Regions from separate parts of the Mus musculus genome. Here region 1 is linked to region 2. The links are chromatin contacts, called in public HiChIP or PLAC-seq maps. All regions are on one chromosome and are shown on one strand. The core of a region is the stretch at or near the end of the contact, and the rest is flanking DNA. Distances in the headings are between cores, read along the strand shown. Region 1 holds the start of Ntm (neurotrimin). Region 2 overlaps Ntm (neurotrimin).

The links. HiChIP or PLAC-seq counts read pairs in DNA pulled down with a chosen protein or histone mark.
Region 1: a contact with region 2 is called in an H3K27ac HiChIP or PLAC-seq map of SST interneurons, with 2.4 times the contacts expected there. The contact joins the promoter of Ntm here to the enhancer-like site in region 2. A contact is called at or near these places in 3 of 484 Hi-C or Micro-C datasets (cerebellum and cerebral cortex), 2 of 115 datasets of contacts at active chromatin or transcription factors (SST interneurons and embryonic forebrain) and 1 of 9 other capture datasets (adipose tissue).

Annotation. Positions count from the first base shown.
Region 1 is chr9:29,410,956-29,416,733 of GRCm38.p6, reverse strand. It overlaps Ntm (neurotrimin), which reads left to right and starts at 4,049. Exons shown (of 7, transcript NM_001357602.1): 1 at 4,049-5,178. The coding sequence starts at 5,012.
Region 2 is chr9:29,024,156-29,030,026 of GRCm38.p6, reverse strand. All of the region lies in intron 3 of Ntm (neurotrimin), which reads left to right. Among named protein-coding and RNA genes, the nearest start is that of Gm15520, 8.4 kb to the left of the region's middle. Within about 2 kb of position 3,431, at least 11 of the 459 cell types and tissues checked have an H3K27ac peak or open chromatin away from gene starts, as enhancers often do. A contact at or near this core is called in SST interneurons, where this site is marked.

The DNA of each region.
Region 1 (5,778 bases), core at 2,800-5,299, 390 kb before region 2:
AGTGGTCCTATATATGTTGGCTTACTGAATGCATCAGCTCCAGTGGGATTTACTGGATGCCCCGTGTATTCATAAGCAAGTTGTGGTCTTCTCCTTAGTTGTCTGTATGGTTCTCAAACACAGCAGTAAGCCAGTATTTGACAGTCAGTTCTTTCAGCAGTGTCCATAGCTGAGGATCAATAGAAAGAGAGCTGGGAAAGAGCCAGGCGTACTGAGTTCTTGTCCTGCTTTGCCCAACACTAGCTTTATACTGAGTATGGCCTTCTGGGACTCGTCCTTCCTTCCTAAAATGAGAGGTATGCATTGCACATCTTCCCACATGCTTTCTGGGACATCCATCCTTCTGTGTTTCTCTGAGTCTGAGGTTTTTACTATGATCCAAATCTTACACAAGAGACCATTTGTTCCAACCTCTCCAACTCTTGGGATGCACTCTCTAGATAGCTACCCTTTGTATTTTAGCACTTTGATTTTGGCTCATTCAGTTGACCTCCATACCTTTTGCCCTACAGCCTCTGTGCTTTGTGCATCCCTCATACAGTTCTGTGGGTTTCAAAGCCCACGGACAGGCAGCCATGCCCCTGGCTTTTCTTCTTCTCCTTCTTCTCAGATCTCTCTATTTCTGACCTCTTTTTTGTCCATGCAGCGATCTTCCCGTCTTCATGATGCCTTGTTGTTCTTCCCACTGAAATCCTAACACACTCGAGTACAGCCCGATGAGCAGGGGTTTTTATTGTGATCCTGTATTCATAGAGGAGCAAAAAATAGCACACATTTTTTCCAAAGCCCAGCCCTTCCCTATACCCCTGGAGGCACCTCTTTATCCAGATTTACACTGCTCTTTCTGATTAAATCTTCCAATATCTATTTGATGTCAGGCCACTCACTAACCACCCTGCATTTTTCATCTTGCCTGTACTTCTGTTTGAAATCTCCACCAGGAGAGGGGGGCCTTTCCCTTTTGTAGAGAACTAGAGCTGGCCTTTCTTGAGCTACTGCTCTGTCTCTTGTTTCTTGCATGGTGGAATAGTCATGGCTCTTTAGCTCACTCTAGCTTGCTGTGGGTAACATGAAGTACAAAGAAAAAGAAAAACCGAGTGGACCGACCATCTTCAGGAGAAATCCTGTTCAAACCCTAGTTCAGTGTACAGGTGCCAGGTCAGGTGGAAGCCACCACACATTCTAATCTGCTTGTGTGTGTGTGTGTGTGTGTGTGTGTGTGTGTGTGTGTGTGTGAGAGAGAGAGAGAGAGAGAGAGAGAGAGAGAGAGAGAGCAAGCTTGAAAGGTATTGTCCTAAAGATATTTTTATAACCTGAAGCAATTACAGCTGTCAGTGTAGAGACAAGCTGTGACAAGTTGATTTATGTGTACAGTATATGTGTATGTGAGAAAGACGGGAGGAAGGAGAGGGGATGGGAGGGGAAATGAAGGTGGAGGTGGCGCTCCTTAGGAGTCTGCTTTCCAGGAGGCAGAGAGGAAGTTGTTTCTATAAAGAACACAAATAATGAAATTGCTCTGACTGTCATCCCTTTTTCATTAACTCAGATATGCTGGGAAAAATAAAATAAATCCAGCAGTTTTTATGAAGCTAGAGACAGGATATAAGATAAGCCACTAAGTGCTGGTTATATTTAGGGATTAGGGGATGGGAAGGCAATTGACATGCGATTTTGATCTTCGTCTTTTTAAAGCACGTCTATAGCAAGTTTGAATAAAGCCGATCTGTCTTGTTAATTAGGTGGGAATCTCTGACCTTAGGCCACTTTCTTGACTTTTATTTGTGAGTGGAACTTGGATTCCCTAGGCCCATGGAGCAGAGGTTGTGAGTGGCTTTTCTTTGTACTCCTAGAGAGACCTGAGCACTGTGGGGCTTTCTGTGGACAGCCACTGGGAAGCTGAAGGTTCGCACTGTTCCTCATGGTCTGAGACAAAAACATTCTGCCTGTCTAAGAAGAAATGCATTCATGTCTCAAGGAGCCCGTGAGGATTATTTTTTCTGTCTAGCCATAATAACAAAGCAGAAACAGAAAAAAAATGTATTAATAAAGGCTCTTCCACCCTAAATGGTTTTCTAAGTATTTTTCCTGTAGAGTTAATCATGTATGTAGGTCCCTTGGGACAGCCTGTTGGTTGTCATTATCCCCATTTGTAGATGCAAAACCTAATGCTCATTTGCACCTATTTGGAATTAGATGCAAGAGACCGAATTAGAATTTGTCATGAAAGGAGTCAGCTCCATTCATTCTCAGGCCTGGGTCTGGAGGGAGATGGCTCCAAAGCCCAAAAGGAGTTTGTTTCCATGCGTGTGGCATCTAGGAAGAGGGCTTGTGATGGGACCCTAGGAGGATAGTTAGTGGATTATTAGTAATGCGCTGGATTTAAGGGAAGAGCCTTGAACCCAGAAGCCTATTCATCAGCAAAGAGAAACTCACACTTTCTGCCCCTGCTCATGAAACTCTTGACAGAACCAAACAGTTTAATTTCACATTTTCATATTTTCCCACTGGAGAATGAGACAAAATAGGCTTTGGAAAAAAAGCCATTTGTTGCTGTCATAAGTCAACAGTCAGCATTTTGGGGCACCATACGTCAAAAGGTATGGTCAAAATAGTGAATGAGTTCCCTGAGACTTTAATATCAGAAGAAGTCACTAGAGGAGACAATAGGGAATTGGTAATGAATTGATGTCAAGTACTCTGCTACCTCCAGTGTAAAGCTGCTCAATACTTCACAGCCCAGAAGTGTCTGGGCAACTACAAAGCTAGAAAAGCTAGCTTACTCATCTTCTTTTGCCATTTTTGAGTTTGGTTAACACATTCCACAGCTGACCTCTACCCACCCCTCCACTGTAGTAGTGTGAGGGGGAGATTGTGGGACAGGTGCACGTGTGGATCCTTACATACTATCTACATGGAAACGGCTGGTGTGACTCCATAGCGTCAATGTTCATTGGTACCAGCACCTCTGAGGTTAATAATGGTTCTGTAGTAATGTTTTCTTCGTATCTGGTGTTGGATGGCTTTGGGGAAGCACTCCCCCCCACCCACTTTTATTTCATAGACTTTTTAAAAAAAATAGTGCCCCAACTGAATGCAAGAGAAAGTCTAGGGAAATAAACAGAACCAGTGTACCCCCATTCCTTTCCCAGTAACAATTCAGGACAGTATTGGGAGCTCAGGACTGGAAATTCCAGGGAAGGGAGCCTATTGGCGTTACCCACACTGTTCTAACGGATCTACCCTGTTCCCTGTACAGGGACCAGGCATGGTCCATCAGAGTTAGTGTGAAGGGAGAAACATGATGTAGGCACAGAGGAACCAGCAGCAGACAGAGAGAAGTCACAGAAGCTCAGGCATATCCAGTCTTTCTTTGGGCTTCAAAGATTTAAAGAAAGCCACGCCTCTTGGAGATGAAATCAGGTACGCCAGAGTGTGAACCCAGAACCCAGAGAATCTTCTTTATAAACAAGGCTGTGGCTTACACTGGCCCATGCCTGTGTACCTTTTACCCAGTTAGCATTCTCAGTGTCTGGGGTGAGGTTGGGGAATTGAAAAAAGGCTGTGTTGAACTTGACCAACATTTTAAAGGGATTTTGCTCACTCCATCAACCAAGGTCCTTCTGGAATTTCCACATTTATATTTTACGTGGACTATCTCTTAGAATGGCTGTGTTGAGTCTGCGGGGTTTTAAGAGGGTGGGTGTAGTGCAAAGGGTGGTGTAACATTGAATAAAAATGAGATTATTTAAAGCATCTTCCTAACGTTGTAAATGTACTCTCAATGCTGATAGAATTAATTTGACCATTTTAAAGGTGCACATATGCATGCTGCAGGCTCTTCTCTTCCTAGTTAGTTTGTGACCCTTATTAAGATGTCTAGGGTTATTAAGACCTCACAGTAACTTTGTCTTCTTAATTGCGAAGAGCTAGCTCTTCAAATCCGGAAATGGTTAAAACGGTGGCCAGAGGTGGTACACCGCCCTGCCCTGGCCCGGCGCGGCGGGGGTTAAGGTGGGCGCCCGCGCCCCGCACCCGCCAGGATGAGCGCACAGTCCGTGCCTCCCGCCAGCCGGATCGCTTGGAGTCGGCAAGGAGAGAAAGTGGCGGTCAGGGATGGAGCTGCTGCCATGACAACCCCGGCGGTCGGGGCCCGCGCGCGTCGGGGCTGCTCCCGGGAGGAAGGCAGCGCGGAGGCCGGGGGCGGCCGCTGAGCGTGGCGTCCGCGGCTCCGGTGGTGCCGACTGCGCTTCGTCTTCTGCAGCGAGCCAGAGAGCGGGCTAGGGACCGCTGCGGTCCGCCCCTGCCGCGCCGCTCCAACCTTGCTGCTGCGCTGCAGAGACAGCCCAAGCTGCAGCGCGAATCTGGGCTCTGAGCAAGTTGACCGTGGCTCTGCGGCAGGATTCCCGAGTCCGGATTGCAGGAAGCCGGCTTAGCAGGCGCCTCCTTGCTCCCTCCGTGCCGCCTCTTGCGTGCTCTACTTTCCATCTGCTATTGTTCCAGATTGTTTCTGGCGCCGAGCCTTGCTCTGAAACTTAAGAAAGTGCTGGATTTCCTCTCGTTCGACTGAGGAATCGTAGACCACATCTGGGTAGCTGGATTCAACCCAGCCACAACCCCGTTGGATACCAAAGTGCTTACTCCTGTCCAAAGTGCCATGCCTGAACTGCTACGGGGAAGAGGCAGCTTCTGAGACCCGCACCTGTGCGCCTGCTTGCCTGCCTTGCGCTTCTCCTTCCTGGCCACCTTCCTGGCTACAGGCAGCACGGAGAAAGTCCGCCTCGGATGTGTGTGGAAACTGGTTCTCGGAGGCTGCGAGCTGAGGCTGGATTTAGGGGAGGAATATTAGACTTGGAGGAGTCTGCGCGCTTTTCTCCTCCCAGTGCATCGCGCGGTCGCCGCTAGTTCATCGCTGGGTCCCCGCGCTCACTCCCCACCCCACCCACTTCCTGTGCTCGCCCGGGGGGCGTGTGCGTGCCACTACCGGAGTTCTGGGAAGTTGTGGCTGTCGAGAATGGGGGTCTGTGGGTACCTGTTCCTGCCCTGGAAGTGCCTCGTGGTCGTGTCTCTCAGGCTGCTATTCCTTGTACCCACAGGAGTGCCGGTGCGTAGCGGAGATGCCACCTTTCCCAAAGCTATGGACAACGTGACGGTCAGGCAGGGGGAGAGCGCCACCCTCAGGTAGGGAACTGCCACTCTACTAAATGATGATTTGTTTCGGCTGGGGCAAAGGGGCAGGGGTGCGGGTGTGTGCTCTGGAGCAAGCCAGGGCTAGTGGAGAGATCCCTAGCTTGCTGCGCTGCACAATTCCTGGATGAGCTAACTGCTCTACCAAGGAATGTGGCAACCTCAGGGTAATGCTAGGGGAGAGCTGTGCTTTCCAAACCTGGCTCCTTTGACCCAAGGGTTTGTTAAAGGTGAGGGATAGCTGTCTTATTTTGAAGCCAATGGTCCTGCTACTGCCTTTTCCCGAGCCTGACAGCTATGGTGACCTGGGGCTTGGCTGAGACTCAGCATGGATGATCTCCCTGCTGAAGTTAATGAGTCCCAAAGCAGGGATCTGGCTTGGTGTGGATGCCCTCGCACTACCCGTGCCATTGAGAGTTGCCACAGGGTCTGGACTCTGCAAAAAAAAAAAACCTCTTTTCCTGAGCCTGGATTTTACTAACGTTTTTTTCCTGGGTTGTCTGTTCCATGATACGGTGGGCAGAGGCAGATGTGATTTCCTGTCTGAATGTGGCTTTTGGACACTGGTACCATGGACTGTGATTTGTCTGTGGA
Region 2 (5,871 bases), core at 2,182-4,681:
ATGTGTGAATATAAGTTTCATGCAAGAGAAATAGGGCTGAGAACAGAATGTTTGAGTTGCTGCCATAGACCTGGAACTTCAAAGCAGAAGAATAAATTATATGGCCTAAGAAATGACTGAATAGTCAAAAAGAATATAAAGACTGCATGGAACTGGTCTCTGAAGAATCTAATGTGTAGAAATTCAGGAAAGTATGGGAATCTACTAAGGAGATTTTAAAGGTGTTACCAAAGAAACAAATGTCAATTCAGAGGTTATGATGTAATAGACTCTAAGATGACCATTTAAAGGAGATAGCTGTCAACTTTGTAAATTGCTGCTGAGAAATCTTTTAAGAAATTGCTTAAACATTTGCAGTGAAGTCGGAAAGTTGGCAGTCATTTGATGGCTTTGGGCTGGAGACGGGGAGCAGAGAGGTGTGAACAGGTGCTAGACTGGACTGTCTCAAGCAGGAACCAAGGGTACAGGGTTTCAGACAGCACATTTGGACAGACATTTAAAGCAGCGTGACTATGAATACAAGTCCATGGAACACGGTGCTGATGAGACAGATCGTTGAAAGGTGAAGGATGAACATTCATAGAACTGGCCCAGCACAGCAGAAGCTGATGACAGGCACATAATGACAGTGGAGACCAATGATGGAGTGACTCCTTTGAAAAGGTAGGCAGGGTAATCACATTGTGGCAGGGACAGGATCAAGTTATTTACACTAATAATATAAGATAGAAATAGAAGTAAGTGGTAAGGGCTTTTCTGCATGAGGAATTACAAGATAGGTCAAGAAGTCGAAGGTTTATCACAAGGCAGTAAAGGGAGAAGAAAGGATGAACAGGCTGGATCAGTGGATTTGAGACCCAAGATGAAAGAATAATTGTTGTTGTATCCAGTTATGTACCAAATGTTGTAGAAAGACAGAATGTTGTGGATACAGTGAGATGTTCAGATTTGTGACTTCGCAGGTAATAAAGTTCCAGGCAAGTTCTGGGTTTAAAATGTGAAATAGGTCACAGAAGAGATCAGAGGAAAGTGTCATGAAGAGTCGTGAATAAGGGAGTCAGGTTTTGATCAATTGTATTTCTGGACAGCAGGTCTCTGAGAATAATGTAGAAGTGGGACTGGTGATAGGAACTCTAAGCCAGGATAAAGATGTTCCACAAATGAGGAGAAATTGCCAGGTCAACATAGAAATGTGAAGAAGAGACACGCGTAATTATTAAGATGACAAGAGCCGCAAAGTCACAGCTTTGAAAAAGATTCAGTCTACAACTTTTGTTAGGAATCAAAGACACCAAGTGACTATAAAGCATGTATGTTATTTGAAAATTGGTAGCTTCAGCTTGAAGGTCTGTAGGGCCATACAGATTCTCAAATCCTCATGACAGGGCCAGGCTGGTATCTCTCCAAGAATACAAGGGCATAAAGGAGCTAATGACCATGTATACCAGCATCCAGAGTGTACAATGGGAGTCCTGGGAAAGGAGAGGGAGAGTGTGGACTTAAGACAAAGGGAGGGTTAGCTGAGCCATGAACTATAAAACTGATGGAAGCAGGCGACTGACGCTTAGAGTAAAGGTCAGTGAACCACTGCTGATGGGCCAACTCCAACCTGCTGGCACTTTTGTATAGCTATTTTTTTTTTCATTTTTGAATTGTTGAATATCAATCAAAAAAGGAGAATAGAGTTTCTCCTCTATATCCATGGATTTTTGTATTCATCTCCTTAGCTATCCACCATCCAAAGTTATTACATCTGCATGAGACATTTATAGAACACCCTTTCTTATCATTACCCTCCAAATAACATAGTGTGACAAAATATTTGCGTAGGTTTGTAGTATGCGAGACTTTGTAGATAATTTAGAGATAATTTAAATCCTACAGAAGGGTATATGTGATTAGAGTACTATCTGCAAATACATTTTACATTTGGCCCTTAAACCTCTGTAGATGTGGATATCCTCAGGAGGCCTTGGACCCAATCCCAAGTGGTGGCTTAGGATGCAACACACTGTATCTTATAACAAGTTAAAATGACCTGACATTTAAATGTCATTGTCTACAATTAAAGCTTTGTTAAGAGGCAACCACAACCATGTGGTTTCTGTGTCTCCTCTGATGCCCTGTCAGTGGTGTTCAATAGTTGTCACAGAGGCCACATGGTCTGCAGATCTTAAAATTGTTACTCTTCTGTACTTTACATAAAAAAAAAAAAAAAGACGTTGGCTGGCCCTATTCTAGAAGATATGTCACTTGTAGAAAAATGGTGATTCAGTCTTGTGCTGTGGTCTTCAACACATTAGAGGATGTCAGACAGTGTATGACTGTGGTAGATTTCTCCTGGGGGTGGCATTGATGTAAAGCTTCCAGCGGCAAACAGGAGTTACAGAAGCAAGCCTCTGTACTGCCGAAGCAACTGAACACCTGCCTTTACCAACCACTTGCTTTTCTTGATTGACTTGCACTTTTTGATTTGCTCTCTGAGAATGTTGTACAAGGTGCTTGGATTATGTTCTCTTTCTTTCCCTGAACTCCTCCCAGATTCATTCCCTCTTCAGCTCTGACTCAACTGTGTATCCTTGTTTTCCAGTCCATCACGTGCCACTTTGTGCTACCCCAATATTCTTGGATGTGTGGCCTCCCACTGGAGCATGGCCAACTTCTAAGAGGCTATGCTCTTAGAAAAAACTGACCATTCCTCTCTTACTAGCTAAGAATTGCCAATAGCTATTGATAGAACTTCATACCCACATCTCTCAGAGATGGGCTTTGGTCTGGCTTGGGCTAGCAGAGACCTTGTACATGCTTAACATGCAATTTTATCAGCTGCCTCTCTCATACTCTCATCTCCCCTTAATGCTCCTCCCCTCCTTTCTGCCTCCTTTTTCCCCATGCTTTCAGGTACTGACTCCATTCTGTTATCCCACTGTACTGCAGAGGGTCACAGTCAAAATTTAGATGCAGTGATTGGTCTCCTGAAGCTGAGTGTTAAACAACATTGACAAATGACTTTTCATCAGTCAGAGTGGCCAAAATTCTCATGTCAGAGAGCAATAACGCTGGATTCTGATTGAGTGAAATGCCCCATCCTCTCATTAGTTAGGATTAAGAGATAGTAAGAGTTACCAGGTGTGAAGATTTGAGGATTGCATGTTCATGTGATTTACAGGGAGCCATAGACGGCAGATAGGGAGAGCAGCATTGTCAGTGGCAGGCACCATCCTAGATCCAGGAAAGACATCTTAGGCTCTAAACATCTTGAACAGGAGGTGAGGGCTAAATCTGATGCTCTCGAATGGCATTACCCTGCTTGGCTGAATTCAGCACCTTCACTGGCAATCAGCTCTTTCTTGGAACCATCTCCTCCAATGCTGCTTCCCCTTCCTGCACAGAGCTACTCTCCATGTGGCACGTGTCCCGTGTCCCCACACAGAGGTTCCCCTTCCTTTGCAGAGCCCCATTTCTTGTTGATGGCAGCACTTTCCCTCTGCCTGTCCTAGGAAGGTAAAGAGCCTAATTACGTTGCTCGCAATCACTGCCTACTAATTACAAATAGACAAAGCTGAATCACCACCAAGCCGATTCCACTCAGAGACAAAAAATTAACCAGATTTAAGACAGCTCTCATAGACTCTTCTGATGAGGACACACTGTGTCCTCATAGCCAGAGGAAACAGGGACATGAACAAAGAACCTTTAAGGAGGGGCATTTGTGAAGACAGCAAAACCCAGGTCTAGATTTTTTTTTCTCCATACAAAGTGTGAAATAAATTATTTTTGTCTGAGGGTATTTTGAGAAGTCTTTTCTATGTGTCCACACCTACAAACATAAAGAAAGAAACAAACAAAGAAAAATCTTAAGAGGTAGATATCAGCCATTTTCTTAGAAATGAGAAAAGACAGTTTTAAACCGTTCATGATGGCTGTGTCAGCCATCTAAATCAGTCAGCGATTTCACTTGATTTTACAGTCACTCAGTGACTTCAATGTGCTTAACTCTGTTGTAGGTATAGAATAAATAAAAGATTCCATTCTCTTGAAAAGTAGTACACAACAAGGCAGTGTTATCCCTGAACCAAAACAAACAGAGGCATATACTGAGTGGAGACAAGGGAGGACGTGTGAGGGTCAAAACAGGGTTCTCACAAGCACTGTGCCAGACAGCTGTGAAGCCTGCGTAGATGTTTAAAGTGGACAAAGCAGATAAGACATTCCAGACACAGAGAGGGAGATTCAGACACACAGATCCATGTACTGCCTGGTATTTTTAGAATGCGGCTGGTGTGTCTGGTGCATTTGAGGAAAATGCTAAGGAACAAACCTGGAGACATAGGCGAGGGCCCAAGAGAAGCTTCTGTATAGCATAATGTCAGTCATGTCAAGCAGAGAATGAATTTAAATAGCAACTGATTATTGCTATTGCCAATATTTAAGCAATCCTAAGTTGGGCAATAATAGAATTAACAAATAAGCCAGACCTACCTATGAAGTTAGATAGAGAGAATAATGAAGGCCCAAATGAAGATAATAGCATTAATGAAGAGGTGCAGAGAGCACAACAGGAAGTGTCAGTGTGAGGGTGGGACCCCTCCACCAAGGTAATTAGATTGAAGGTGTAGAAGACATAAGATAATATGATTCCACTTCACCTCAGGAGAACTGGGAGTTGGCAGAGCTGTGAAAGGAGATGAGAAGAGGAAGTGGGGAGTCTAGGCAGTCAAGTCTTGGGAACAACAGATGGGCATTTCCCTGCAGATATGAGCCTGGGGTGCAGCAGGCTCCAAAGTTGGACTGCAGACATGGAAACCACGATCTTGGCTAGGAATTTCCATTGGAGGAGCAGTGTGAATTCAAAGTATGAATTAACTGGCAAGAGAAGATGAAAGCAGAGGAGGGCTGGGGTCTTATCAAATGTCACCATTGAGTACCTACCCCAAACTTCTGTGGCTTTTTTTTTTCCTTTCTAACCCTGAAGACCTCCTGGGTGTCAATTATTCTTCTAGGGTTTTCTCCAAATTTTCTCATATAATCCTCATACCCAGTCTATAAACAGTAAAAGAATATCTGCATTTTACTACAAAGAGTGGTAAGATTGGATAATTTTCTCAAGCTTACCTACTTCCTAAACTCCTGGCTATAGGCAGAAACCAATGCTACATGTCTTCTCTTACTGTGTCACTTTGTATCCAGTTTCCAGATGTGTTTACCGGGACAGGTAGATCTCATACAAAGTAGCAAAAGTAGCAAAGCATACTGGGAAAATAAGTAAGCGCTTCTGTTGTTTTCCCTACCCTTTTCCTGTTAGAGATTCCATGTGGTTGAAGAATCCTACCTATGTATAATGTATAGTGTATAATGGAATTAATAACAAAGTTGAAAGGAATTCACAAACAGATAGGCAAGGGGTCTGCACATGCTCCAGGTAACACAATTAGGTATGAAGTATTTGTGTTGATGGCTAGGTTTGGGCAACTGTTTGAAAACATACACACACATACACACACACACACACACACCTTTTTCTCCTACGTGAAATCTTTAATGATGGATGACAAAGTTTTCAATCATGTCTCTTTCTTTCTTGGCTCAAATGTTCCTCTTCCTGCCATTCTATGTGTATGTCCATGCGACTTCTCCAGTTACTACCCTCTGCACAGGGCCGGTATGCATCCTTTCTGGACCAGTTGCAAATACAGACACAGGATTTCCATCTCCAGTTTTCATAAAATCTTCTCACTTTTCTTTTACAATCCCATTGAATGTATCCCTTAAATTATCTCAATTACAGAGTTAAAACCAAGGCTCTTCTTTACTCCATGCCTTACCAAACAACCGCCCTTTGTAAGAGTTTTCTTGGCATGTGAACTGACA